Linked DNA regions of Macaca mulatta: region 2 is linked to region 1. Evidence: chromatin contacts called from public Hi-C data. All regions are on one chromosome and are shown on one strand. Each heading gives the region's core, a stretch centred on a gene start, on an enhancer-like site or on the middle of the called end of the contact. The rest is flanking DNA. Distances are from core to core; before and after follow the strand shown.

What was found. Hi-C and Micro-C count contacts between places; a contact is called where the count stands out from the background.
Region 2: a Hi-C map of sperm shows a contact between it and region 1, with 7 times the contacts expected there. The contact joins two enhancer-like sites. A contact is called at or near these places in 5 of 14 Hi-C or Micro-C datasets (CD4 T cells, cortical neurons, fetal cortex germinal zone and 2 more).

Annotation. Positions count from the first base shown.
Region 1 is chr4:4,734,004-4,740,401 of T2T-MMU8v2.0, forward strand. All of the region lies in intron 1 of LOC144340701 (a long non-coding RNA gene), which reads right to left. Among named protein-coding and RNA genes, the nearest start is that of UNC93A, 27 kb to the left of the region's middle. Within about 2 kb of position 1,253, at least 2 of the 40 cell types and tissues checked have an H3K27ac peak or open chromatin away from gene starts, as enhancers often do.
Region 2 is chr4:4,794,420-4,800,352 of T2T-MMU8v2.0, forward strand. No RefSeq gene overlaps it. Among named protein-coding and RNA genes, the nearest start is that of UNC93A, 87 kb to the left of the region's middle. Within about 2 kb of position 4,087, at least 4 of the 40 cell types and tissues checked have an H3K27ac peak or open chromatin away from gene starts, as enhancers often do.

The DNA.
Region 1 (6,398 bases), core at 3-2,502:
AAAGCTAAGGCCAGAAGCTGATTCATGCAAGAAACTGCTTTTCCTTTTTTTCCTAAGCAGATAGCCTCAGATAGAAGGCCAGGTGTCTGCACAGGCAGCTGCTCTGTGGTCACCTTATGTTAGATAAAGTGCCAACTTACTGTGCATGACATGAATACATAATTGAGTGTTCCCCCATCCACTCCTTTTCACACACAACATGTGGATTCAGTCAGTCTACTCAAAGCCCCCACAAGAACGTGACCCTACCTTCCCTCTTTCCTCTCCTCCTCACTTTTCCCCTTTAAACATTGAAGGGCCAAAATGCTCTTAGGAAAAAGCACAGATTCAGATGTTCCTGAGATTTTGTGTTCCCTTTTCGCAGGCACATCCTCAAACTCGACAAAATAAACCTCTACACTGATTGGGACCAGCCTCAGGCGCTTTTTGGTTTAGACGTCCTGGGAAGCGGTGCTGTTGGATCTCTGTGGAGTCACTGTTTGTTACGCCAGTTCTTTCTTTGTTTATCATTCACACACCGGTGAGAGAGATGACTGAGTCCGGTTTGGTTTATATTTTTAAACTCTGAAAACGTGATATCAATTTACTAGCAATATCACTTTGACACAGAGCAAATTTACATTATAATTTTTTTTAACAATTGTGGGTTCTCAATCATGGGCCCATACTCAATATTCCTATCAAATCCAACCTGCTCACAGCCCATAAACCTAACTCAGTGGAGATGTTCATGAGAAGCCTTGTTTTTTCTCTTGTCTGAAGCCAACTACGTTCCCTTTGTCCTGGGGTCCTGCTGGCAGCCACTTCTCCTCCTATAGCCATAAGATGCTGTGCAAATTGTGTCCTTTGCTCCCCCGTCACTGGTGGACTTGAGATTGTCAGCTGAAATTAAGGTTGTTGAGGCAAAAATAATTTTATCAAAGTTCATTGAAAGTCAAATGTGAGGTTGGACCTGGGAAGACACACCCACGGAGTTGAGAGTGTTCCAGAGTCTGTCACAAGGCCAAAGGTTTTTGTAGGAAAGTTTAAAGGAGTTGTCTTCTTTTTTTTGGAGGATGCAACACAGAGGTCACAATCAGTTACAGATTATGACACACAGGCTAATAATGTCCACATGAAGACAAATTAGTAAAACTTCATGCTTCGGCTCATCTTAAAAAAACAGTGCCCTCTCCAGTGTCAGCAGGTTATACATTGGTCTCTACAATAATCATTTGAGGAACCTATAAGGCAGGAGGCCGTCCCCTGCAAGCTCTGGCCAGGTTCCAGCCAGCACAGGGACCCACAAAGGAAGCCTCTCCTGGTGACCAAGACTGAGCAGACTCGGGGTCTCTGTCTGACTCTCTAAGGACTGAGATATCCATAATTCTTTTTAAATTATCCATGGAAACAGCAGGACAAAAAATGCACAGGGCCTCCTAGTGCCTGGGTGAATGTGCTCAGTCCTCTTTGAAGAGAAACCTCAAGGATAGCGAATTGAAGGCTTTGAAAGACGGGTCTATTTAGATGAAGGGTGCCTATGCCTTAACAGCAAGCCAAATTAGGATGCTGTTGTAATGAATTTAGCATTTCCCCTTGAAAGCACACAGCATTTTCCCCCTCATTAACACATGTGCTCCTCCCTCCCCTCCCCCAGCCTCTACAAAGGATCTAAGGGCACCATCTGAGCTCAGGGGGAGCCTGCAGGGGGTAGGAGCCACTTTCAAGGCAGGTGGCCAGCTTTGCTGATCCTGAGACCTCATCCTTGGCTTTTGACTATCTAATATACAGTGACATCTGTACCTTGAAACATGAGATTCGGTTTTGAAATCTCAAACTAATACGCATCAATAAGAGGCCAGTGATAGGAACTAAAGAGGAAGTAAGGGCTCTGGAATTCTCCCAAAGCAAGTATCTTCTTGTGCTCGTGGACTTCCTTAAGAACATCATTTATTACACAATCTCAGTGAATTGTGGATTGCCTGGTAATGTTTTGTAGGTAATTCATGCAGTCTTATTTTCCCAGCAGGACTCCACTGAAATTCAAACTAAATTCAACTGAGTGTCATATGTCAGGCAGTCCTACTCTCTTTTGTACATGCCAACTTTTTTTATTCTCCAAGGATAAGGGTCTGGCATCTTTGTTATCCTCTACTGTGTGCAAACTAGAAGCTTTGTCCTTGATTTTTCTGTTGCACTGCTCTGTTTGATGCAAAATATACACACATTTTTTCTGTGGAAAATTCCATGACTATTACACACTTCATCTATGGTTATAGTCGACTGAATCAAGGAAAGAATATGTTTTCTGATTCCTGGAAGCCCATTCTCACTCACATAGAACAAAATACAAGCAATGGGTTAAAAATCTAAACAGTACAGCATGTTCTTTACTTTATATCTATATACTATCTGAAAGATAATTTTCAGAAAAAGGTAAGATCATGACTTGTACTAAGATATTAAAATGCAGAAGTGTTAAAGATTTTATTTTACACATATGATAGGAGGGAACTAGGCAGATGTTAGAACCTGTCCAAAGGAAAATTGAAAACATTTATATGGAATAAAGGAATTTTGAAATGAATTGCAAATGGAGAGAAAGCTGTTTTTTTACAGGAGGAAGAAGCCAGTAAAAATCACTACTAAACAGGACAGAATGTCTCTCTCTCTTTCTCTCTATCTCTCTCTATATATATATATCTCCATCAGTTACCTGCAATTTGCAAAGAATTGTAAAATAGTTCAAAGACAATGAACAGCCTAAAAGTATGTGCTATTGCTTTCCATTGAAACACATTCTTTTTAACATATCTAATCAGTATATCTTAACTAATGAATTTGCACCACTCTGCAGGAAAAGGATGATTTTTAACTTCCTTTAATTGATCAATTGATAATTGATCATCTGATCATCATCAAGGTAGGCAGTTGCTGTCTACCTTTTCAAAATTCGAAGCAAACATTTTTATTAAAAGATTTTCACCAAAGTTAATTAAAAATCAAAACCCAAATCAAAACAGAACACACAGGAAGCTGTGCTCCTCACATGGATGACGACTTTCCCTGGAGATTACAGCTCTCAGGGTGACATCCGTGTAGATGGTTCTGTAACTCTGTTACAATGAAAACCTGCCGCCCTGTGGGAACAGAGCCGGGTGAGTCCTGGCTTCCGCACAGTGCCACCCTGAGAAGGCGAGGTCTCCGCAGTGTCTGGCTGCAGTGCAGCCGGGGCAGAGGAATGAAGTGTCACAGCAGGAAGCAGATGGCTGCATTTGCAGACAATCAATCTAAAGACACTTGCAGCTCTGAGTTTCAGGGGAACTTGTCTAAGCAGCACGTTATTGCTGGAAGGCATCTAATGAACTAAGTTACTGGTGTTCTTGCTTGTCAGATAGCTGTGGAACGCTGTATGGATTTTATAATCATTTTCTTCTTTGAGACTAACAAAGTCTAAATTCTTCCTGATTGGCAGGTGAGGGCAGGCCATGGGCCCTCGCGATCCTGGCAGCACTGTTTTGGCCACAGGGCTGTGGTGCTGCAGCCTCATGCACCCAGCGTGCGGCTCTGATGGTAACTGATGCACCAGTCTCATGCGCGCTGGCCACACCGGCCCTGGGGACACCCGAGCTGGCCTTTGGCTGCTTCTCTGTTGCTTTCCCTCTTCAGCTACTGACTTGCAATTGGCGTAAATTCTAGACACCATGTTGTCAAACCTTCCCCAACCCTGGGCTTGCTTCCTGCCCTCACTCAGGTAAATGTCAATGAAAACAAGTGACTGAGGTTCATGTAATCTAATGTGTCCTTTTTTCCTTTGTGGTAGCCCTGTCTGTGCCCAACAGGACCCCCCGGAAAGTCTGGGCTCTAAGGAAGACATTCTGCAGCCCTAATTTTAAAACTATTTGGCATTTCAAATCCGGTTTTCAGGTCCCTGGGGTGGGTAGAGGATTCTTCAAGAAGAAAGCGTTCTGAACCAGAGCAGCAACAAGGGTGAGGGGTCCAGGACAGTACAGAACGAGAGTTTGCCTGGTGGCTCTGCCAGGGCCTGGGAGGACAGCAAAGTCAGCTGCCAGCTGGGACCAAGACAGGGAGACAGAGGCAGAGGGAGACAGAGACAGAGACGGACAGAGACAGAGACAGAGGGACAGAGACAGAGACAGAGAGGGACAGAGACAGAGAGGGACAGAGACAGAGACAGAGAGGGACAGGGACAGAGACAGAGACAGAGAGGGACAGGGACAGAGACAGAGGGACAGAGACAGAGACAGAGACAGAGACAGAGACAGAGAGGGACAGAGACAGAGACAGAGACAGAGAGATAGAGAGACAGAGACAGAGACAGAGACAGAGACAGAGAGACAGACAGAGACAGAGAGACAGACAGAGACAGAGACAGACGAGACAGAGAGACAGACAGCCAGAGAGAGTCACAGAGACAGAGACAGAGACAGAGAGATAGAGAGACAGAGGGAGACAGAGAAAGAGAAAGTCAGAGACAGAGAGAGACAGAGAGTGGTGGAGACAGAGGCCCAGCAGCTGCCCGTCCACTCTCTGCCTGACCTGCAATCTGCCTCTTCTGCCCTTGGATTTGCCCCGACCAGAGCTTTTGCAGGAAGGGCCACTCATTTGTGGAGGGGGAGCCCAGAGCTGGACCATCAGGAGACCCAGGAGAGAAGCCCTGCAGCAAAATCAGGACACCTGAATTAGTCAGGCCAGCAGTGACTCAGGGCCTGGAGAGCCCCATTGTCAGAGGCCAGCTGGAAGGCTCCACCAGCCAAGGGCAGGTCCCCAAGGCAGGTCACAGGCCAGAAGGCAGAGGGGCCAGCATAAAACCGAGCTTTGAAGGCACAGAGCAGGAGCCAGGCGGGGACACTGGGGGCACAGGTGCAGTTCTCAGGGTGAGGATGCCTCCTTAGCCCGACTCCATGTCACTGGTGACCAGTCAACAAGGTGCAAGCTGCAACCTTCACAGAGGGTGATCCTCCTGGAGACAAATGCACCTGACTGGCCGTAACATGTCCCCGACCCCCTGGCTCCCCTGCTGAGCCCATGTCAGGGGAGTCTGCAGTGGCCTGTGCATGGCCTTGGGCTTGCCAAGTCCCAGGAGGGTGGGTGTTGTCTGCGTGGCTCCCTGCTGCCGGCAGCGCATCTCACCTGGGCACAGAACAGCAAAGACAGCCAGCGTGGGCTGCAGGTACACCCCGGGGACTGGGCACGGGGCAGCAGCTGCTCATGTTTATCGGCACCAAAGGTCAAAGCAGAAACCAGGTGTGATGATCGGGACGGCTGCGCCTCCTGGGGTTTCCCGATCATTGACAAGTCTAAATTCTAAAGAATGCGACCCATAAACACATTTTTTTTGGTCTTAGACTTGAGAAACGGAGGAGAAATAACAGCAGCAGTGTCCTGTGACAATTTCTGAAACACGGAGGAGTCCTGGAATAAACCATGCCTTGGATCCCACAGCGGAAGGAGGAGCACAGCACAGCTGGGATCAGGAGGACTCTGAAGTCTCCTGGATGTGGCAGGCGTAAGCTCAGCCACTGTGCACAGCGTGTGTCCTTGAGCAGGTCACCTAAACTGCCTGGGTCTCACATCCTTGCCCGTAAAGTGGGAAGAATAATACTATTGCATGAGGTTTAGAAATTCGTAAAACGATTGGTGGGAATGTAAACTACTACAGCTACTATGAAGAACAGTATGGAGATTCCTCAAAAAAACCCACAAATAGAATCATGATATGAGCCAGCTAACCCACTCCTGGGTGTTCATCCAGAGAGAAGGAAGTCGGTATATCAAAGAGACACCTGCATCCCCACATTCACCCCGATACTGTCACCATAGCCAAGATACGGAACAAACAGAGGTGTCCACCACTGGATGACTGGATGAAGAATGCAGTATATATACACAATGGAATACTATTCAGCCATAAAAAGGAATAAACCCTCTCACTGTGGCCACACGAATGGAACTGGGGACATGATGTTAAGTGCTGTAAGCTGGGAACAGAAAGTTCAACACCACACGTTCTCACTCATATGTGTGAACTAAAAAAAAAAAAAGAAAGAAAAAAAAATGATCTCATAGAGTTAAAAAGTAGAATGGAGGATACTAGAGGCTGGAAATGGGGAGGGGAGGGGTAGGGAGAGGAGAGGGATAGGGAGAGACATGTTAAAGGACACAAAATCACAGGTAGGCTGGAGGAAGGAGTCCCAGTGTTCCGTGCCACTGCAGGATAACCAGAGTTTACAGTGATACACAGCATCCATTCTCATTGCGCTTTCACCAATCCGAGAGAGATTGCTCAGGTCCAATCAAAAGACTCACTTCTTGGATACTCAAGAGCACACAATCCATGAGGATCTCAAGGTCGCATCAGAGCTGGACATGGATGAAAGCAGGGTGCGGACCCAGCG
Region 2 (5,933 bases), core at 2,837-5,336, 63 kb after region 1:
CAGCCTTAACTTTTCCTTTTGGCGTAGTGAACGGGTTCCCGAGATTTTACTTTCCTTTCGCAGAAGGAAGCTGATCCCTGCTGGCCTCACACAGAAAGGAGAATAGCTACAGGGCTCAGGGTGGAATTTTCACCAAGTCCATTTGCAGAGGGTGTCCCTGTGGCAGGTCCAAGACAATGCCCCCGTGTTTTGCACATTGTTCCTACCCCGTCCATGTTGGTGGCCTCTGAGCACGTCCTACACCAGGTGAATTAGCCTGGGGGGATAGACAGCTCAAACTGACCACAATCTGCCTCTTCCTTTCCTAAGAATTGTGCTTTGGAACTGTCAGAGAATTGAGGCACTTTTTCCTTATGAATGAAATTAGGGGGAAGAAATACATGCTTCATTGTTAAGGCAATACTGCAGTACTGAATCAGGTACCTGACTGGATCAAGGTACTGGAAATGCCCATCAACAAGCCCTTAACTTGAACTTACTGTGTCGGTAACAAAAAGGGGTACAAACTTATCTCTATCCTGAGAAACTTCAGGTTGTCCTCCCTTTCCAGACTGAACCAATGTACTTCTTGCATATATTGATTGATGTCTCATGTCTCCCTAAAATGTAGAAAAAGAGCTGTGCTCCGGCCACCTTGGGAACATGTCATCAGGACCTCCTGAGGCTGCGTCATGGGCGTGTCCTCAACCTGGGCAAAATCAGCCTTCTAACTTAACTGAGGCCTGTCTCAGATTTTCGGGGCTCACGGATGGTAAAAAGAAAGAAATTTGTAGACGTATCAAAGATAAATTGAGTCCTCCTGGCATGTGGGCATTTCAATAAACGCTTTCCTAGAGTCAGGGGCTCACAGCGTGTTAAATCTCCTCTGGGAAGGTTCATACTCAGGGTCCGACTTTCTCTTATTTTGGTAGACTCTGTACATTCTACGAAAATCCAACAAATACTTGCTGAATGCAAACAAGTGCAAAATCCAGGGCAAAATGCTCTGGGGCTCCTGCTCACTTCTGGGCCTGGGGCAGCCCCACAGAACAAGCCTTGTTCCATCTTCACAACACTAGGGATGGGGAGATTTTATCGGAACCCTATGGGCACAGGAGCACTTACAGACCCTCTACTGCAGCATGGGATCTTTCTTCTACGTATTTATTCTTTTTAACTTTATGTGACATTTTTCTTCGTAGATCACAAAGATAACAGTTGTGTGAACTTCCAGAAACTGTCTGGCCCAGTGCATGACATGCAGTCGGTGTTAATTAATAGCTGATGAGCAGATAAGTCAAGATACTCAGTTCCTAAAAAATAAGAGATGCAGCGTGAAGGCAGTGGGGAAAAGTGGTTTAGAAACAACTTCCGAACACCCCGGCCGGGGGAGGGGTGGGGGACAGAGGAGAGGACTAGAGAGCCGAGACCAGGCACGCCCACTCTCTCCGCTAAGCACTTTTCATTAGGTTTCTCCACACAGAGCTCATGCTGCCCCCTTGAGTAGATACTGATCATGGCTTTTGTGCCACTGGAAATACACAGCTCAATATCATTCATTAACTGAACACACTGGGTAAGAAAAACACAGGATATTGGGGATTCCTTGGAAAAATACAGTTTGCCTGCAGTGCCCACACACAGCCCCTTTCTGAGAACGGCCTGGTCCAGTGTCCGCGGTGCAGACCCCAGTCTGGGACTCTGAGGGCGGTTGCCACAGGTGGGTGTGTTGACAAATCATGGCTGCTTGAGAACACTGGGAGATCTTGCTACAGAGGTCCGTGAGTCCTTAGCTTGGGAACGCTGGACACAGCACACACAGCCCACCAACCCCAGACCCCTGATGTTATCACGCTGTAAGCATAGAACTCTTACTCGCCTTGTAATCCTCCATAATCCTCTCCAGTTCTCAAAACACATCATCAGCTTGATTTTCTCCTCGGCTGAGCCAGCATGAGCCAACCTGTTTCTTCCCACGCCATCTGGGCCTTTGGGCCCTGCCAGGTGGCACCACTGCAGAGGGCAGGACTGAGTGGGACACGTAGGTGTGTGGTTACCTGCCCGAGGGAGGGTGGCTGACCACCTGGGACACCATGCCCAGGTGCACCCCCTGCCACGCAGGCCGGCCCTGAACCATGGCGTTTAGGCCAAGGGGAGGGGCCGTGGCTGGCATTTGTCACACGTCTCCCTGTGTCTAATGTGCAGAATTCAAGAAATACTTCTGAAGGCAGGATTGCCATGTGCCCAGCTGTCCGCCAGGGTTCATCCCAGGTCCCATCCCCACCATGTGCTTCTTTACAGCTCATCATAAACCGGTCAGGACAAAAGGAGTTGCCCAGCCAAGGGGGGATGCGAGCCAGGGCCTAAATGACTGGGGGCAAGCTGGGAATCACACTGGATTGCAGCCTGATTAGGCTTGTGGGGCCGGAGGGGATGAGAGTTAGCCGGGGCGGTGGAAGCGGCTTCCCTGCCTCTGCTGTCGTCTCAGGTGGCAGTGTCTGGTGCCTGAGCTTCCATTCACGATTTTTTTTACAACCACCACAGCGAGTTTTGGAGGGCCGCCTGGGGAAGCAGCTCAATCATGAGAACGGGCAGCCCAGAGGGCAAGTGGGGCTTAGCTTACCTGATAGAATTCCTTGTAGAAAATTCCTTTATAGAAGTATAGTTTTTCTTAAAATTTTTGTTCTTCTTAAATTAGATGTTGTTCTTAAAAATATAGAAATAGGCCAGGCGTGGTGGCTCAGGCCTGTAATCCCAGCACTTTGGGAGGCCAAGGCAGGCGGATCACGAGGTCAGGAGTCCAACATAGTGGCCAACAGGATTCCAACCAGCCTGGCCAACATAGTGAAACCCTGACTCTACTAAAAATACAGAAAGATTAGCCGAGTGTGCTGGGGCACTGTAGTCCAAGCTACTCGGGAGGCTGAGGCAGGAGAATCGCTTGAAGCCTGGAGGCAGAGGCTGTGGTGAGCTGAGATCGCGCCACTGTATTCCAGCCTGGGAGACAGTGGGAGACTCTGTCTCCAAAACAAAACAAAATACACAAATAGTATATAGGTGCATCCAGTAAAAAAAAGGATGCATGCCCCTTTCCTCCCAGAAATTTAATTATCTAGAGAAGAGTTTGACGTCTCTATCTCTCCCTAGACACACACACACACACACACACACACACTAAGCCTATATTTTATATATATGCATGTCCATATATACATGTATCTATTTATATTCATTTATACATATGCATATGTATACGATTTTTCATACATGCTATTTTTATTCAAAACTTAAGCAATAACCTTCAAAGTTTGTCTTTACAAGATGTTCTCAAGTACCTTTCCAGTCTGTCTGTCTACAGCTTTCCAGCAAATTCTTTCCAAAGACAGTGGAGAAGTTTCCAGCAGGAGCAGCTGCTGAGAGACCCACACTGCACACACAGGCCTTGCCGCCCACTGACAGGGAAGAAGCGACAGGATGCCTTCTCAAGGGACCACTGAAAAGACGCGTCATTGCACCGTAGCGGAAACAAACTAGGAAAATGCCTCAGTCTCACCTGCTGACACTCGCTGAGATTTTAGATAGCCCCTGGAGTGAAGGGACTACAAATAGGTCACATCACCCAGGGTGGCATTATCTCGCTTGAGGACAAAGTTCAAATTGTATGGATGTTTGTGGTTGTGGGAGCAAAGGCACAAAATTATCTTTGGAGATTTTTGGACAGAATTTCCTATCACTGTGTCTCTGTTTGTAGAGACAAAAATAATTGATAGAAAAAAATGCCTAGAAAATTCCAGTAGCATCAGCACTTTCTGCCCCTCATCCAGGCACAGGTGACAAAGAGGTACCTGGTGCTCAGCTGTCCAATCACAGCCCATCACAGCCCGGCTTCCTTGGCTCTCCAATCACAGCCGTACTTGGTGCTCAGCTGTCCAATCACAGCCCAGCTTCCTTGGCTAATCTCTGCACTCAGCTGAATCTTTTCCACCCAAAGAGCCACTTGCTCCAGTTTGCGGGGCTGGAGGAAACGGCTGCTGAGCTGCAGACCTGGTGATGCCTGTGTGCTGCCGAGCTGCTCTCTCCAAAGCCGGGTGCTGCTCTGTCACCCGTGTGTAGATGCAGTGTGGATAGCGTGTCTACCTGCCCCATACTCCCTATCATCCCATCTGCTGCTCTAATTTTGGGATCGCACTTCTCTCCATGAGAATTTGAATTCTCTGTTTTGCTTAGTTGTTCACTGTCTGTTTCCTCCACTAGAACTAGGCTTCTATGAGAATGGAGATCCCCGGCCCTTTTATCAGTGTGGTACCCCGGTACCTTAGGAAGCATGCCTGGCCCAGGGTAGATGGTCAATAAATAGTGTGATGGCTTTAGAAGTGGATGCTGTATCCCAGGCTGCAGAGGGCTCATGGGAAAGGAAAAAGACCTATGAACTTGGAAAATAAAAAGGATGTGTGTGTGTGTGCATGCTTGTGTGCTGGTGTGTGTGTGTGTGTGTGCATGCTTGTGTGCATGTGTGTGTGTGCATGAGTGTGTGCATGTGTGTGTGTACCATGCACACGAGTGTGTTCTGAACCAGGACCTCCATGATCTGCCTGACTGTGAGAGTGGGACAGGCCAGATTCTCTGCACTCGGGCTCACCTAGCATTGCCGCCCTGACAAAGAGTGGAAGGCAGTGATCATTCACAGAGTTGCCGCTCTTCTTCACTCTGGCGCAAAATGGGGGTGCCTTAGCCCAATCAGATGCTGTTCGTCAGGGGCCCTGCAGACCCTCGACGGTCTTGGCTGGCTAGTCAGGCCACTCAAATGTCCCCGGTGGAGACGTGGCCTGAGAGAAAGATCCAGAATCCCAGGACATCACCAGCAACTTCAACCACGCCATGGAGGCTGGGAGGATTCACAAATGGTGTGAGGATGGGAGTATTTCCTCCAGACTTGCTTTCCAGACCCCTCAGTGGGTCTGCCCTCTCTGATGAGTAATGGAAATTAGCTAAGGGTCTTGGCTGAGGACCTGACACAGCCAACTTGCCCCAAAACTTTTTATCTGATTGGCTCTCTGGGTTCGCCTTGGGGGAGGAAGAAGCTGGAGTCTGGAATGCCCTGCTCAGCTCAGGAGGTGGCCTGTCTAGCCAGGGGAAGGGGGAGTGGTCAGCCCCTGCCAAGATTTTAGATGCTTTGGAACACTGGCTAAGAGAAAACACTTTCTGAAGCCATGGTTGTGCTAATACAAATTGTTCTTCTCTCTCACATACACACACACAGCTTGAGTACATTTCTTTCCAAAGTGTGAAATTCCCTAGACAAGAACTCATTCTACTCTCTATAGATACATTCTTCATCTTTATGTGGATAAAAAGGTATAAGATACATTTGAATTTATTTGGTATTGCTTTTATTAAGAAATATTTCAGATGTAAATGTCAAGAAAATTGACGTTAATTTGCTTACACGAGTAGGTTCCTTAAAAAAGCAAACCATTGATTAGACTTCCCTTAAATTAATCTTTGACCTTTTAACCGGAAGTTTGCTGATTTAAAACGTGATTCTACAGTACTAAGACCGCATGGAGTCTGTGGTGAATTCAGCGGTAGCAAAACAGTGCCATCTAGTGGCTGGTGAAGTCTCGGTTCTCCAGAACACGCGTGCTCTGAGCTTTGTATCACCAGGGGTATCTGTCATTTTAATGTCCACCGAATGACCTGCAGGTTCGAGCAGATCTACAGAATCACTCTTTTCTCAAGCTGATAGAGTCCATATGTTAATTTAAAGGATTGAAATGGCTATTGACACCTTTTAAATGCTTTACACGTACACGTCTTTGGCCTTTGGCAGGTCAGCCCTGGGCCAGGTCATGGCTCCAGTACACACACACAGCTCATCATGCCAAAACCAGCTCTGAGAGCCAAGCCAGCTCTGGATTTCTAGAGATTGCATTCTCTTCCTTCAGGCAACTCTA